Linked DNA regions of Drosophila melanogaster: region 2 is linked to region 1. The links are chromatin contacts, called in public Hi-C maps. All regions are on one chromosome and are shown on one strand. The core of a region is the stretch at or near the end of the contact, and the rest is flanking DNA. Distances in the headings are between cores, read along the strand shown. Region 1 holds the start of CG3558. Region 2 holds the start of FASN1 (Fatty acid synthase 1).

What was found. Hi-C and Micro-C count contacts between places; a contact is called where the count stands out from the background.
Region 2: a contact with region 1 is called in a Hi-C map of the S2 cell line, with 2.2 times the contacts expected there. The contact joins the promoter of FASN1 here to the promoter of CG3558 in region 1. A contact is called at or near these places in 7 of 107 Hi-C or Micro-C datasets (the D17-c3 cell line, the Kc167 cell line, the OSC cell line and 2 more).

Annotation. Positions count from the first base shown.
Region 1 is chr2L:2,989,311-2,994,313 of dm6, reverse strand. It overlaps CG3558, which reads right to left and starts at 1,444. Exons shown (of 7, transcript NM_001273047.1): 1 at 1,367-1,444; 2 at 937-1,300; 3 at 1-769. The coding sequence starts at 579. It overlaps okr (okra), which reads left to right and starts at 1,555. Exons shown (of 6, transcript NM_057313.5): 1 at 1,555-1,607; 2 at 1,665-2,979; 3 at 3,036-3,189; 4 at 3,248-3,653; 5 at 3,715-3,878; 6 at 3,935-4,720. The coding sequence starts at 1,605. The coding sequence ends at 4,247. Bem46 reads right to left here. Exons shown (of 5, transcript NM_058024.4): 4 at 4,977-5,003; 5 at 4,239-4,917. The coding sequence ends at 4,803.
Region 2 is chr2L:3,052,556-3,058,316 of dm6, reverse strand. FASN1 (Fatty acid synthase 1) reads right to left here and starts at 1,719. Exons shown (of 6, transcript NM_134904.3): 1 at 1,393-1,719. It overlaps FASN2 (Fatty acid synthase 2), which reads right to left. Exons shown (of 7, transcript NM_001273057.2): 4 at 3,694-5,761; 5 at 3,534-3,629; 6 at 3,004-3,147; 7 at 2,174-2,940. The coding sequence ends at 2,830.

The DNA.
Region 1 (5,003 bases), core at 195-2,694:
GTGGACATTCTGCATAAGAACCACGCACAGCTGGTTCAGCAGGATCACCAGGCGCTTCTCGAGATCGGGCGGAAAGATCTCGCCCTGGCTGGATGCCAGTATCTTGAGCAGGGGTCGCAGGAAGGGCTCGTGGCAGAGCAGCTGGTGGCGCGAGTGGCTGACGAGCAGTTCGTACAGCTTCAGCTGCTCCAGCCTCACAGCGTTGGCATACCGTCCCGTGGTGCAGGCCCACTCGTACAGCTTGTCCAGCAGATTCTCGCTGAGCAGGAATTCCAGGCAGGGCGCCGCAGGCGGACCACTAGCCTCGGCCGCCGGCAGCGAGACTTTGTTGCAGTGATGCAGCTCCACGAGCAGCAGGGTGACCATGTAGTCCAAGTGCGAGACCACGCCCAGCACGTCGTCGTGCGAGGGCGGTGCACTGTGCTGGATGATCTCGAAGGCCTGCTGCCAGTGCTTACAGAAGCTGTCGTAGCAAGCGCGCGGATCGCAGTCTGTGGCAGCGTCGATGGGTCGCTGTCGCAGTGGGCCGACGTGTCCGACGGAGGCAACGCCTCCACCGCTGCTCTGGCGCAGCCACATCGTTGTCGGTGCGGTGTGTGTGCGATTCGGTGGCTTTTAGTGGCGCTGGTCCGCTGATAACTGCTCCGTGTGCGTTTCGTTTGGCATGAATTGGTGGTGCTGGTGCTCTGTTATCTCTCGTTTTGTGCTTTTGTCCGACTGTGTGAGTGGTGAGTATTTCAATGTTGCTCGCTTTTTAAATATTTAGAAGCTAAAAGAAGACGCACTTTAGTTGAATATTCGCTATTTACTTTTCTCTAATGTTCCCAAGAACAACAAGTGACACACTTACGCACACAGCCACACACACACCTGTGTACGTGTGCCCACCTATTTGGGCACTCACTGTGGTTGTTGTTGCTGCTGCTGCTCGCTCACCTGATGAATTTAGATTTGATCATCGTCATCGTCTCCGCTGCTTTCCGCTCTCCGTGCATCGTGCATCTACACCCATTACTGTTTAGTGGCCCTTCTTAGATGGGTTTTCACGCTTGCAGCATTTGCAGCGTTTTTTTTTTTGGCACTTTGGCAATTACAATTACAAATACAATTAAGTGGTAGTACCAACACTTCCGCAGATTTGCGGACTAGATTTGCGTTCTTGCAGCACGAAATTCGCGCTTTTGGCGCGGGTTTTGAAGTCAAGAAAGGGAAGGCAGTCCGGCCCGCACTTTATTGCCTCATTTTGCACTATTTTCGTAGTGTTTCCAAAGCAATTCTGCGTAAATATTTACAATTATATCTGCACGGAAATAGAAAGTTAGCGATGAGCAGCTATCAATATAACATATCGATGTTTCGATTATACCTGAGATACATCGGGAATTTTTGACATCGGGGTGTAGCAATTCCATTTTAGTTTTATTTTTATCTAATTATCTATTCACTTTTAAAACAGCGTGCTATGATCACAAGTATTAGTTTGATTAAATGCGTTCTGTTTCATTATCCCAGCGTTCCACTTACCAGTATTTCTTATCGCCTGTGTGACCAGACTTCCGCGCTTCTATCAGCTGTTCGCGCTACCGCCATTTGAATTTAATGAAATGGTAAATACAAAAATTTGATTTATTTAATTCCATTTCCCTAATCATTTATTCCTAAAGCGGCGCAGTCTGGCTCCCAGCCAACGTGGACCACTGCGTCCCGAGTCCCGTCACTCCTTCACGCCGCCACTGCTGAAGAAAAACAAGCGATCCTGCCAGCAGGAACTGGAGCGAGAGCAAGAACTGGACAGAAGACGACTGGGCGCCCTCCGAGATGCCAGCAACACATCAGAGCTCCCACTGCCTATTCGCTTCACGGCGAACAGCGAGTATGAGTTGGCCATTGCCAAGGTTCTGGCACGGAAGTTCAAGGTGCCCATGGACAATTACGTACCGGATTACGGTGGTAAACGGGTCCTGGGCGTGCGGCGCTGCATTTCCCGACGACCCCTACACGATCCGATGGCCTGCAACGCCTTGGTACTCTTCCATCCACCCGCCTACACAGAACACGAGCGCATGGGCATGGATCCGACCAAGGTTCTGGTGCACGTCGTCGTCGATCCGCTGCTGAGCAACATATTGCGGCCGCACCAGCGCGAGGGAGTGCGTTTCATGTACGAGTGTGTGGAGGGAAAGCGGGGCAACTTCAATGGATGCATCATGGCCGACGAAATGGGTCTCGGGAAGACGCTGCAGTGCGTAACGCTGGTCTGGACACTTCTAAGGCAGGGGCCCGAGTGCAAGCCGACGATCAACAAAGCCATTGTCGTGTCTCCATCATCGCTGGTTAAGAACTGGGAGAAGGAGTTTACCAAGTGGCTTCACGGTCGACTCCTTTGCCTGCCCATGGAGGGCGGGACCAAGGAGAACACCATCCGAGCACTCGAGCAGTTCTCCATGACTTCTGCCCGGCTGGGGACACCTGTTCTGCTCATCAGCTACGAGACATTTCGCATCTACGCGGAGATCCTGTGCAAGTACGAGGTGGGAATGGTGATATGCGACGAGGGACATCGCCTCAAGAACAGCGACAATCTGACGTATCAGGCTCTCATGGGACTGAAGACAAAGCGACGGGTCTTGCTTTCCGGCACTCCCATCCAGAACGATCTTACTGAGTACTACAGCCTGGTGAACTTTGTAAACCCGGAGATGCTGGGAACGGCGGCCGTGTTTAAGCGCAACTTCGAGAGCGCTATTCTGCGGGGCCAGAATACTGACTCCACGGAACAGGAGCGACAACGGGCCATAGAGAAGACACAGGAGCTGATAGGTCTGGTCGATCAGTGCATCATTCGTCGCACTAATCAAATTCTAACCAAATATCTGCCGGTTAAGTTTGAAATGGTTATCTGTGCGAAACTGACGGCGATTCAACTCGAGCTATACACGAATTTCTTGAAGTCTGATCAAGTTCGACGTAGTTTGGCGGGTAAGTCATTAGGCAATACTACCACAACATTCCTACCATTTACAATTCCCTTCAAGATTGCAATGAAAAGGCTTCGCTTACGGCGCTGGCAGACATTACAACGCTTAAGAAGATTTGCAGTCATCCGGATCTCATATATGAGAAGCTCACTGCGCGGGAAAAGGGATTCGAAAACTCCCAAAATGTGCTGCCTAGTAATTACAAACCAAAGTACGTCGCCTGTTGCGCGCGAATAGCAATGGCTATTAATGAATCTTTTGTGTTCCAGGGATCTCAATCCAGAGCTAAGTGGCAAGTTCATGCTCCTGGATTTCATGCTGGCAGCAATACGTGCAGAGGGCAACGACAAGGTGGTTCTCATTTCCAATTACACACAGACCCTGGACTTGTTCGAGCAGCTCGCGAGGAAGCGAAAGTACGGATTTGTCCGGCTTGATGGCACCATGTCCATCAAGAAGCGATCGAAGGTTGTTGACCGATTCAATGACCCGGAGTCTGACAGCTTCCTTTTCATGCTGAGCAGCAAGGCTGGCGGCTGCGGCTTGAATTTGATTGGAGCCAACCGCCTGTTCATGTTTGACCCAGACTGGAATCCGGCCAACGATGAGCAGGCAATGGCCAGAGTGTGGCGTGACGGGCAAAAGAAGCCCTGTTACATATATCGCCTCGTTGCCGTGAGTACCTGAATTGGTTCTGCACGGAACTTTCTTTTTCAACTCAAGAAATCTCTTTCAGAGTGGTTCCATCGAGGAGAAGATCCTGCAGCGACAGACGCACAAAAAATCCCTGTCGAGCACCATCATTGACAACAACGAGTCGGCCGAGAAGCATTTCACCCGCGACGATCTGAAGGACTTGTTTACATTTGATGCGAACATTCTGTCCGACACACACGACAAGTAAGAACTGGCTTTGGATACCCTTTAGATCATGATCGTGTAACATATCTTTTCAGGCTCAAGTGTAAGCGCTGCGTTCAAAATATACAAATGAAGCCACCGCCCGAGGACACGGACTGCACCTCGCATTTGTCACAATGGTACCATTGCTCCAACAACAGAGGCCTGCCTGACAATATTCTCGCCCAGGCCTGGATGGATTGCAAGTGCGTGTCCTTTGTCTTCCACCACCGATCGCAGGCTCAGGAAATTGTGCCGAGTGCTGAGGAGGAAGCAACAGATCAGCCAGAGGAAAAACCAGAAAGCCGCAAACGATCATCCACGCCCGCCAGTGATGACAGTGCCGATGAGGACTTCCGTGGATTCTAGCAATTGTTTGCAGTTTATTGTTTCTCGAATTTCCTTTTTCTTCGCACTTAAGTCTAAACTTAAGATAACTTTTTCTGGCTTCCTTTGCAATCCTAACAAGTTATTAATTTAACATTTCAAAAATGGAACCAGCACAAAATGTTAACGTGCTAGGGGTGAAGGCTTCTATAAACTAATCTGGCAATGTAGGAGTCAGTCCAGAAAATAGTTTACTTTTTTGTGAAATACTGATCAATTTCTATACTCTTAACTGGCCGCCAATCGGGCAAAGTAGTAGGTTAACATAGCTTAGGACAAATACAAGCAAACATCGAAATTCGGATTCTAGTGTGTATTCACTTGCTTAAGCGCAAAGTTATTTAAGTTGGTTACTTAAAATCAACAGCCATCTCCGCTAGCACGTTATTCTCTGCACATAAAAAGCAATTTGGCGTATAGCAACGTCCGGATTAAAACCCTGTCAGATACAGATTAATATTATGCGTGTGTATATGTATAAGTATTAAACCATTCGCAGTGTTAACACAGTCAATTGAACACTTGATGTATTCGGGTCTATACATCAATAATTTTATGCTCCAGCTCCACCCAGACGTTGCTCTTCTCCGGCGCCTTGAGGAGCGGCTGTTGCTGCAGCTCGGCCAAAAACCCACCGATGGCCTGATAGTACCTAAAAAGCAAGCACACCCATGGATAAATGGGAAAGTGAAGATTAATTGCCGGCCATACCCGTCCACTATCCAAGTGTCGTTGTGC
Region 2 (5,761 bases), core at 470-2,969, 64 kb before region 1:
GGTTCCATTCCCGCAGCCATCGATTGGGGCCCAAAGTACTGCTGTACGCGTCAGCACAGCCCCCGCCCAAAAACCCACATCCCCAGCCCAGCAAATCGAATCTGCCTGTGACGCTTCAAGTTCATGAACAAGATGATAACGTCTCTGACTGAGACTAGGCCATGGGGCGATTCCGAAACGGCCTGGTGGTGATAAGAGTGATAAGGCAGCGCTGCCTACTCATACGACTGTGCACCTGTATCGGAAATGTTTGATCGGCGGCGGACGCGTGTTCTTCAGGAAGCGACGACTCTATTAGCCGATAAAGATTAGCCAGACACTCGAAATTTTCCAATCACACAATCGCACGATTCTTGTTTGTTTTTGGCTGCGGAATTGGGGCGTGTGGCCGCCTTTATGGGTTGCTGGGTGTTGTTGTTTTATGCAAAGCGATCGCTTGATAACTCACTTTCAACTTTTTGAGCATTCAGCTGGTAGAGCTAAGCAATTTCTGAAAAGTATTTTACTTTAGGTGCTTAACTTTTGAATTTGATTTTGTATTTAAGCAAACAACTTATTGTTATTGCAACATTTATCACTGCAATTTCAAATGTAATAATAGTAAAATTTATAATATTTGTTTGTTTGCTTGACTTTAGCTAAATACGCAGATAGATTTCCCTATTTTCGTATTAAAAGCAATTTCAAATTTCATTTTTAGTAACTGTCTTAATGGCTGTGCAGTTAGCATGGTTGTAAAATAATGAAAATGGCACACGCAACCGGAAAATTGTTGGATTTGTCATTTCAGAAGGTTTGGGTTCGTTGCAAAAATGGCACTGGACTTATTTACATGGGAATATTTAGCAAGGATTTCCGAATTGCAAAAGGACTATAACGATGTCTGCCAAGGAAATCGTAGAAATTAAGCAGCTCTTGCATGGCAATTAGAAAGGGAAACCCTATCGCGAAGCCCCTACTATATGGAGCAGACGAGAGGAGACTGGGACTTGGACTTCCCCCCACCGCCGCCCGCACATCTTGCAATTAGCGTGTAATTTGGTGTCTCAGCGCAGCAGGAACTGCTGTTTTGGGGGGCGTTTGGAGTAGTAGAACAACACTTCTATGGGTCCTAAAGGTCAAAAGCACTGGAGAGCAAGTGCGAACTTAGTAATTCGTATTTTTAGTCGACTTGACGAATGATCACTTGGAGACGCTCGATCTAACCATTTTTCTCCTATTTTTTTCACACTTTTCCGTTGTTTCTGCTTTTTTTCTTATTTTCGTTAGCAATTCACTTTTTGTCCAGCGAAAATTTCGTTTTCATTTTCTCCTCAGCACACCAGCACACACACACACGCAAATTTGAACAGGGGCTGTTTTATTCCTGCGGCTGCCATTTTTTGTACATACCTAGAAATCAGGCGATTCCTCGACAGCTGTTTTTCGAGTTCTTGGAGTGGAGCGGGCGGAGGGCTGCGCGGAGGATTCGAATTCAGTTTCGTGGGGGGTGTTCCTTTACAGTTGGTCCTGACTGAATGGGGAAACCGTTATAATCCAGAAACTGAAACTGCTTTCGACTCGAAGTTCTCCGTTGACTGCCGTTATTAGCTTAGTTAGTAGCTATTAGTTTTTGAAAATTACTCTGCCACACACAGTTATGTTCTTTGGGATTCAAACGTAGCGTACCGGCTTGTAAAACCACGACAACGACGGAATGCTGCGACGAACGGAAATGCGAGAATCAGGTGAGCGCCGGCCTTTTTATATGACGCCCGCCGCCTCCAAGAAGAGCTTTTGGAGAGCTTCTCGCTGCGCTGCTCTCTCGCGCTGTTAAAAGTTAACCGTAGCACGATGCCCTTCCCCTACAGAGGGTACTTCGAATTCGGTCCGCCGCTTGGGCTGACATCCTCGACCTTACCTCGTAGACCTGATTGATAAGCCGCTGTTTACCGGCGATCTACTCACGGATCTACGATTTCATTTGATCATTCACAATCTACCTGAAATCCATTACTTGTACTTTTCGCTTATTAAGCTTAAAAGTGATTGGTTATTGATCAATTAGATTGAATGGTTTTTAATATTTATAGCACCTATTAAAACATATGTGGGTTCAATGAAAATATGTATAAATATTATTGCTAGTGTCAAAAAGGAAAATTCTTATTTAATTAACCGAATTGAATTAGTTATTATTTCAAAAAGGTCCTAGTTTAAGCAGACTGCGTAAAATTTTTTCAGCAGCAGGGTGTTTTTAATTCGGATTTCCAAAGCCACTGTTATTGGTGTAAACTTCTGTTATTGTTGCTGGACTCTGTGCGGCGCTTAAATTCGCATTAACAGCGATAAGTGGTCAGCTGTTGTGTGCGTGACGGAGATGTAGAAATTTTGATTTGCCCGCCATAGTCGGACCACTTTTTCGTCGATTATTAATCGTCTGGCGAGATCACTAGCGCGATAGAGTGGGCGGCATTATCAATTATGGAAAGGTACGCCGAAGTCGGGTCAATAAAGCCAGCCAGCACGGGTCAGAATGTTCGGATCGTAGTGATTCATCGTGGAAATCATGCGAGTACCACGCGAGTAAAACTGGAAACACGAGCGAACTTCTCCGATCGTTTATAAGCCAATTACTTTGTGAGAAATGCCTCGCGATAGTATACATTTGGAAAATTATCTTGTATTAGACAATGTTCTGATTAGTGAAGTTCGACCGTACTGAATGCGTTCATTATTCTTAAACAATCAATGCGCGATTGCTACGTGTATTGATAGGATTAGGGTATATGTACATTAAGTTCTACAGGATAATTCATCAGCATAATCGTACGAACTACTTCCCTTCCACTAGGGACGCTTCCGCAGGACGCGCTCGATGATCTGTAGAGTGTGCGGCTCCTTGAGGAAGGTCCTGTGTGTACCCTCCACCACATGCATGTCGATCTGGGCACTGCAAATCTGCAAGGATTGGAGGGAAATGGTCATTAAATAATGCTATAGATAGGTTTTATAGGCACTTACCTCCTTGAGGCCATAGTCCTGGGCCATAATCGCATTGTGCTCGGCCGACTTGATCAAGACCACATCGCTGTGGAGCTGCTTGGCGCCCTTGTAGCTCTCAGAAAGTAGCAGCTTCTGTTTGAACATGCAGGCGGCCTTCTTGATCTGTGACAATGTTCAAATAATATGGTAGGTTAGGTCTATAAAAACAATATAATGCAACAATATGTTTTTAAGTGCCTCACGCTAATTGCGAAGAATACGGACCATAATAATACACTAACTATTTGTCCGGCACTTTTAGAAGGCACTTTTTCTCGTCTGTTAAAAAGTACACACTTGTAATAAATACTACTTGAAATTATAAACACACACATAAGTGTAAGCAAATGCATCAACTTAGTCTACAAGTACTATAGTTAAGCCAGTACTTAATCATCAATCAAATAGATAGATGTTCAACAAATGCTTACGCTTTTATGGTGGTTTGGAAATCTAATTGACACATATATTATTAAGCAATATTGTAATTAGAATCGCTAGAGACCCACCACTTCTCTGGTTTGCTGCGTGTAACCAGCCAGAGTGTCTGCTAGTTTGTCGAGCTTGGAGGGCCATGTCTGGACTCCATCGAGGAGTTGCAGTAGCTGTAAGGATCAATATATTTATAAGAATGGTTTATAGGATCAAGCACAACAAGGAACATGGAACCACCTGGTTGTAATCCACGTCGGCGAGCAGAGCTCCAAAGTAGGCCAACGTCATGGACTGCTGCCGGTTGAGGTCGTCCGTCTGCTTCTTGGCCTCCTGGACATAGCCGCTGGCCATGGTGGGCGCTCCGTCCAGCATGATGACCTTGACCCCGAAGCGGCGCTGCTCCAGCGCCACAGCAATGGCGTGGGCGAGCAGGCAGCCGTAGGAGTAGCCTACGATGTGGTACGGTCCGAGGGGCTGGAGCTTCTGGATCTGGCGCAGATAGTAGGCGGCACAGGCCTCGATGGAGTCCAGGGGCACTTGCTCCGTGCACTGCAGCCCGTAGGCGGGGCAGGTGAGCGAGGCGGCCAGCGCCTCCACGGCTATTGTGAATCCCTCGATGGGAGCCAAGAAGAACACAGCCGGATCCTCGCTGGCCACGGGCGCCTTTGACCGAAGGCGCACCATCACCTCCTGGGGTAATACTTCCTTGGCGAATACCTTGCGCGTCTCATCGCTCTGGGGCTGGACCTCCACGCAGGCCTCCTCCTTGATCCTTGATAGGGTGGAAGAGGCTGAGGGCGATGAGACTGAAGCGGAGGGCGGTTCCTGGGCGTCTATCTGGCGCAGGGCGCTAAAGGTTAGCTGGCGGATCTCCTGGGCGCTCAGCACCAGGTCAAAGTGACGCTCCAACGTCTGCTTGATCTCTGTGCTCATCAGCGAGTCCATGCCAAGATCGAAGAGGGTGGTCTTATCGGAGACACTCTTTACATCCCTCAGTCCCATGATATTCGCGATCGTGGCTATCAAGCTCAGCCGGTTGGCCTGCTCCGTCTTGCGTTTTTCCGCCACCACCATGGAGGCCATGACGGGATGGGGCTGCTGCAGAAATAGGTCCAGAGTCTCCAGACAGCTGATCATCCGCTGCGGCAGAGTGCCGCCCACAACTGTTTCGTTGTTGCCCATGTGCTCGATGATCAGTCCGGTGTCCCCAATTGCTCCCCATTGAATCGCTGTGCCCGGATAACCATATTCCTGCCGCTGCTCGCATATCCTTTCCATCGTGGAGTTCGCCAGTCCATAGTTGGTCTGTCCCATGTTTCCCCTGCCGCAGGACAAGCTGGAGAAGCACACGAAGTACTCCAGTGCAGGACAAATTTCCCGGGAGATCTTGTCCAAGTGTATGGTGGCCAGTAGCTTCGGTGCACTTACCTTTTCAAAGTTCTTCGGGCTTTGATCTTCGATCAGTCCATCCCGTAGTACAGCCGCGAGGTTAAAGATACCTCCAACCAGGGCCAGCTTATTACTAACCTCTAGGAGTCTCTGGCAGCCAACAGCGGTGGTCACATCGTTGGTATCGATCTGAACCTGAACTCCACGGTCGTGCCAGCGACGAATCATCAGGGCCTGGTACCCGCTCTTCACCCCAGAGCGAGAGCTCAGAACCAGAAAGCGGGCTCCTCTGGAAACTAGCCAGTTGGCCAGCTCCAGACCGAATCCCCCAAGTCCCCCCACCAAGATGTAGCTCTTCTCTGGGTGCATGTAGGAGCGCGGTATGGCCTGAATTTGCCTAAGTCGCGGGAGAGCCGCCTGCTGTTCCTCCTCCAAACGTACCTTGATCACCACCTTGCCAATATGTTTGCCGGACGCCATGAAACGGAACGCCTTCTCGATCTCCTGCTCTGCAAAGACTGTGGTAGGCAGCGGCTGCACTGCTCCACTCTTGATACCCTCCGCCACCAACTTGGCAACCATTAGCTGCATCTCCTCCTCCCCCTCCATCACGCTGTCCAGAAGGATTCCGTGGAAGGAGGTGTTCTTGAGGAACACCGACATCCCTAGCGGAGTGTTGTTGCTCAAGTCAAACTTGCCGATCTCCAGGAAGCGGCCATTCAAAGCCAGACAGCGAATGGAGGCTTGCAGCTTCTCCTCGGAGAGAGAGTTCAGCACAAGTTCCACTCCATTTCCGTGGGTTTCGCTCATGATCAATTGCTCGAAAGAGGTGTCTCGCGAATTGCCAATATTCTTAGCTTTCAGCTTGGGGAATCGCTTCAGCAGGAACTCCCGCTTCTCCTTGCTGCCCACA